Linked DNA regions of Mus musculus: region 2 is linked to region 1. The links are chromatin contacts, called in public HiChIP or PLAC-seq maps. All regions are on one chromosome and are shown on one strand. The core of a region is the stretch at or near the end of the contact, and the rest is flanking DNA. Distances in the headings are between cores, read along the strand shown.

Region 1 (2,865 bases), core at 160-2,659:
ACAATAGGCAGGACCAGGAAGGAATGGGAATTATTTGTCTGTTTTTAATAGAATCCTGCCTTGAAATTGCAGCTTTGTGCTAGGGGAAAAAAAATCGCAGTTTTCTTTAAAGTTACACATGAACAGTTTCTGGCTTCAAAAGACAGAGATCAAAATAAACTCCAGCTGTTGCCTAAGAACCACGCATCTGTGGGACAGGAGAAACCAATGCAGATACTGTATGGCTGCCGGGTTCCCAGCACAGGGCTGGTGAGATATGAGCTATGAGCACTAGAGTCTTCTCAGTGGTCAAGGAGTTGCAAAGCCCAAATAGGAGTTAAGATGCTCTTGCTTACACCCATCACTGGGCTGCTTTGATTTCCCAACATGGCCATCTACAGACATAGCCTCCAGTCATCAAGGAGCAGGAGCACAGCCTTATCACTTCCCCTTGGAAACCAAACCTCAAAAACTCACGTGCAGGATATAGAAAGGACAGTGGTGAAAGTGGCTTTGTTGGAGCAGATCATTCAGATGACAAGCCACACTTTGTAAAGATACCTTTACATGTTCCAAATTTTATTTTCAGGGCTGATAAAGAAGATGGGTGAGAGCCTAACTAAATCAAACTGAGGATTTTATTTCAGACGATGGAGATGAAGTAAAGGGACACCTTGCTGGAAATGTCTTAAGACTGGAACTTCAAAGGACGCTCAGCAGTGGGAACAAGATTGTTAAGAATGTCAGTAGGAAGGGAATATCTCCCAAAATATCCCAGGGGTGCAAAACAACAGCAAAACAGAAGGCGAAGAAAGCAGAAAAATCACTTATTATAGACTTTACATGTTCAAAGTCTTAATGCTACCCATGACCCTTCATATGCCTCTTACAGTTTCATATCTCATGTGCTCAGGTAAGACATTAAAAAGCAGTGGCTCCTCTGAAAAGGACTTGGACATGTTGCTCTAACTATGCTAAAGTCCTACTAACGAGAAGCTACATTTTCAAATAGAATCCCAACTAACACCAGCTGGTGAGTTTATTAAAGTTTAACCCTATCCCCTAGAAGATAGACAGCACTCCACATTCAAGATCCAGGGCTGAGGGAGCTAATAGAAATAGGGAAGGGGCACAGGACTATGCTAGGGCCCTTCAGTTCATGGATCCCACAGCAGCAGCAGCTGAGGCAGTGGTGATACCTGGAAAGAGTTTTTGCCTAGCAAATTCCAGGGCTCTACCCTAAGATTTTCTGAGTCAAACTCTGAGAGAGAGAGAAACTAATCTATGTACCAGCTTCTCAAGGTGATTCCTTCTTAGGTCAGACAAGGGCAAGCTAAAAGGACTTTATGGAACTACCTAGCACAGTGACCCTCAGGGGTTGCTCATCAGATATCATTCATAGCAAATGTTTACATTATGATTCATAAAAGTAGCAAAACTACAGTTATGAAGTAGCAACAAGCTAACTTCGTGGCTGGTGGGGTCACCACAATGTGAGGAACTGTACTAAAGGGTTGTGGCCTTAGGAAGGTTGAGACCCACTGATCCAGCAGCTCTCTGAGAGGCCAGCACTAGAAAGACTGTGTATATCACAGGAAGAGTGTTTGCAGGAGGGCGGGTTAAGGAGACTGGGTATCTCGGTCCGCAGAATGAAATGAGGTTAGTCACTGCCACCTGTGCTGTGGTCTGGAGACATAAAGCCCACAAGTATGCATGACCTTTGATCTCTGGGAGAACAATGGACTCTTCCTGCCACCCTTTTCATTTTTCCTGTGACAACGAGAAGAAAGAACAGGTTCCAGGACCTAAGTTCAAGGGCCTAAAGCAGGACTCAAGTAAGCACAGGCTATCTGCCAGCTTCCTTGTTGGAGACTTGACTTCAGTTGCCTACTTATTAGGATGGGCCTCACAAACACACACAGACCTCCTTCTCACTTGGCTCCCTTTTTGTTTCCCAGGTGAGCTAAGTTCTCCATTGCTAAACCTGACCCCACTCTCCTTCCCTCTCCTGTGGAAGCAAGTCTGTTAGCAATGTCCTAGATGCTTCTATTTTGACTCAGAATTAACCCAACAGATCTTTTCAATGAACAATTATTGTATGCATAAAACACTGCCCAGGCCTTGGTTACTTTCTCTCTCTCTCTCTCTCCCTCTCCCTCTCCCTCTCCCCCCCCCTCTCTCTCTCCCCCCCTCTCTCCCACTCTCCCTCTCTCTCTCCCCCCCTCTCTCTCTTTCTCTCTTTCTATTTATGTATGCTATCTACTCACACTCCTTCCTCTATCAAGAGCCTCAGAGTTCAAATGCACCAATCATTATGGATTTAGAACAGCTGTTTTTGACTTATTTTCTTTGATATATTCTACATTTCTTTAGTTGCTGCACCTGAGCTCTCAAGGATCGAAGGAGAACATTAGGTGTCTACTTTATCATTCTCCACTTTAGTACTTTGAGGCAGGGTCTCTTACTGAACCCAGAGGTAGGCTGGCAGATGCCAAGCCCTGTGGATTCTCATATCTTCAGGCCCCATAACACTTGTGTTATGGGCACATCCAGCTACACTCAGCTTTCTGACATAGGTGTTGGGATCTGACCACAGGTCCTAAGCTTTTAGAGGTAAGCATATTGGACTCCCCTTCTAGATCCTATTAACTTCTGTCTGCTTATTCAAAATAAACATCACTCATATCTCCTTAATTGAGGTTAATTTAGCTCCCTATAGTATACTACTAAAAACCATCATTAAGCTGATAATGGAATGGTATCTCAAACAAGTAGAGAACTTATGTGCCAAGAATCAAGCTAAGTTCTTTACATACATGACTTGAGTTTCCCGTCCACCCTACTCAAAAGAAATTGTTACTGTATTCATTGTACAGATGGAAAACT
Region 2 (2,865 bases), core at 205-2,704, 280 kb before region 1:
ACAAACAAACAAAAAACCCTTATTAGAAAAAATAAACAGTGAAATTCCAGTAAACTATGTTATGAGCACTGTACTAATTACTTTCCTAATTTTCATAATATCACAGTTTCTGTAAGCTTTTGTCACACAAGGTTTCTGGATACAGAGGAACTTTTCCGAAAGTCTAAAGTCATTTCTATTCATCTTTAACAAGAGGAAAATCCATATTCCCCTTTTCTTCAGGAAGGAAGGAGAAGTACAGTCTTTCATGTGTCTGACTCTCACTATTGAATAAATTGCACCACCACCACCACCACCACCACAACAACAACAACAACAAGACTGTCCACAAACTATTTTAAAGCCTTGTATTTGAGAACTTACTCTAGTTTCTTAACACCCTCACCGCAATCGCCTAAAGGCAGAAGATGCATCAGGCTAGCACACTATCTCAACTCCCGGTGTATGCCACACTGTTCAGTTAAAATTCAAGCCATGCTTATGTAACAAAATGTGATTTCTTTTTCTTCTTACCTTTGTGTTACCAGTCATTGCTGAATTTTACCAGGTAACTGATGATCCTAGATCCTGGGTCCTAGATCTCTTGCCACAGCTCTTTGAAGTTCTAGTTATTTTCCTCTGTTTGCCGTGGTTTGGGGAATCTTGAAATGCGTTTTATCTATGACACTGGCAGTATTAGGAGAGTCTCTCTAGGAATCAGTCTACTGTCCAGACAAGTATTAGCTTTTACTTTAAACATGGATTACACTGTGAGAAATGGCATCTTAGGGATCATCGCTTCCAAACGCTTAAAAGCATCAAACTGAAGTCAGTTGAGCTTTTCAAGCTTCTATTCAAGTTCATTTGCCAGTAAGTACTCATATTTTCTATACAAAATTAACATAAATTAACACACAAGCCACATTCTGAGGGGTCTTGCTACTTCAAGTGTGACCCATGGACTCACGGCATCAGCATTACTTGGGAGTGGAGCTCAATAAAAAAATACCATTTTTCAGGCCCTGGTCCAGTGTTCCTGAGAGAATGTTCACTTTAGCAATATTCCCTGGTGACTTCAGTAAGTTAGAGTGCTGCTCTGGGGGAGAATCTTTTCACTTAGGCATTTGAATAAAATTCATATGTTGCAAATTCCCCAAGAAAAGCCATGGTTCCGCTCATTTTACCAATGATAAAGTAGAGGATCTCCATAAGACAATGTCTTGGTCATATTCATATATCCAGAAGCTGGCAGAACCCGGGAGGGAAGATCTTCAGCTTCCTAATCCTCTCCTACATACTATCCATACCCCGAGACTCATTTTCATCTGCCAAGAAATTGTAGAAATAAATGCTTAGAAGTACTGGCTGAAATGTCTAAACATCGCCTGTGCTTGCAAAGTTTCTCTCCACTGTGCAGCACTTGCTATGTATCAGAGCAGAGCCAGACCAGGGTAGGGGTTTCCCTGCTGACTCTTGCGGATGGAATGTGTTCTTTAGCAAGTCAACACTAGTGTCAGGTGGGTAAGGACCTACATCCGGTAGATCAAGGGCATGCAATCATTCCTTAGGTAATTTGTTTCCTTTGTACTAGACCCAAGTCTCACACAGGAGCTCTGGATTCTGCCAGTCAGGTCCTTGCTTTGCAGTGACCTTTGCTGTTTATGAGGCCACATCACTAGCCAGCCCAGCCCACTGTAAGTGCTATGCAGAGAGTGATAAGCAGAGTAACCATGGTTATGATAGTGATCTTTTAGAAACCTTTATTATAGAATATAGATTGTACTGGCAAGGGTGGCTAAGGTTTCTTTGGAGCCCAGGGAGTAGAGTTGCAAGAACCTGGTTAATTACCAAACAGTTCATAGAGGGATGCCACCTTTGTGGGGAGCCTTCATTCTTAGTCAGATACAGGTCATGCTAAATGTTAAGAAATACCCTACATGGAAAAGATTGTATCACTCCATCCCTGCATTTATAATTGCATTTATCTTTTAGGTAATCAGTTTAAAGAAAATTACTTCAGAAATGTATACCAAAAAAATTAACAGTTTTCTTTACACCAACTCATTTTGTTACCTTTAAAATAACAACCATTTAAACCATTTATCAAACACTTCACAGATCAGCTGGGCAGTTCCAGCCAGGGCCAGCTTGGGCAACATTCCTATACTCTCATGTGTTAGAAGCTAGGTGAACCAGGAAGGCTATGTTCACACAGTAGATTATCAGGTGTGTACCTGACTGTCTAGCAGACAAGTTCAGCTTTCTTCCCTTAGCAGTCTCAAGGCCCAGAGAGCAGCAAGAGCCAGCCCTGTTTGCATCAGACTTGCTACTGTGTCTTAACAAGAGAAACTCACTTAACTTATTAGAGTCGGAGACAATGTGGTAGGCTATGAATCCATCCCAATAACCTCGCCTACTTCATTATTATGGGATAATTCTGTGGCATAGGCTGAGCTGTATGCTCAGCAAAGAAGCTAAAATTGTATGATGGCCAGAGGATTCTGGTATGGAAGCAGCAGTAGACAATCTGACTTTACACACGACTTTCATCATTAGGATATAAACAACTGCTGAGGGCAGCTCACAGGCCCATGCTGTAGACCTAAGTAGAATTAGCGACAGAATATAAGGACAAGTCAAAGGCTTAAGTGCTAAAGATTGTAAACCACGGTAAATGGAGGAATGGAGGATGTTGTTAAGATGTTATTACATTTTCAAAGATGCGTTGCTCTGACCAGTTCTGTGGCTTCTATGTCTCCTACTTGGTAGACATACTAATATAGAGAACTTTTCAACATGAAGAGTCTTTGATGCTTTCAACAATATTACAGAGATATTGCTTCTATTTTTAGCACCAGACGGCCATTTAAAACATTCCCTGGGGTT

What was found. HiChIP or PLAC-seq counts read pairs in DNA pulled down with a chosen protein or histone mark.
Region 2: a contact with region 1 is called in a FOXA1 HiChIP or PLAC-seq map of pancreatic cancer cells. The contact joins two enhancer-like sites. A contact is called at or near these places in 1 of 15 datasets of contacts at CTCF or cohesin (the NIH/3T3 cell line), 3 of 484 Hi-C or Micro-C datasets (nephron progenitors, peritoneal macrophages and uterus) and 1 of 115 datasets of contacts at active chromatin or transcription factors (pancreatic cancer cells).

Annotation. Positions count from the first base shown.
Region 1 is chr2:137,133,000-137,135,864 of GRCm38.p6, reverse strand. No RefSeq gene overlaps it. Among named protein-coding and RNA genes, the nearest start is that of Jag1, 18 kb to the right of the region's middle. Within about 2 kb of position 1,409, at least 17 of the 459 cell types and tissues checked have an H3K27ac peak or open chromatin away from gene starts, as enhancers often do. A contact at or near this core is called in pancreatic cancer cells, where this site is marked.
Region 2 is chr2:137,412,305-137,415,169 of GRCm38.p6, reverse strand. No RefSeq gene overlaps it. Among named protein-coding and RNA genes, the nearest start is that of Gm14055, 130 kb to the right of the region's middle. Within about 2 kb of position 1,454, at least 34 of the 459 cell types and tissues checked have an H3K27ac peak or open chromatin away from gene starts, as enhancers often do. A contact at or near this core is called in pancreatic cancer cells, where this site is marked.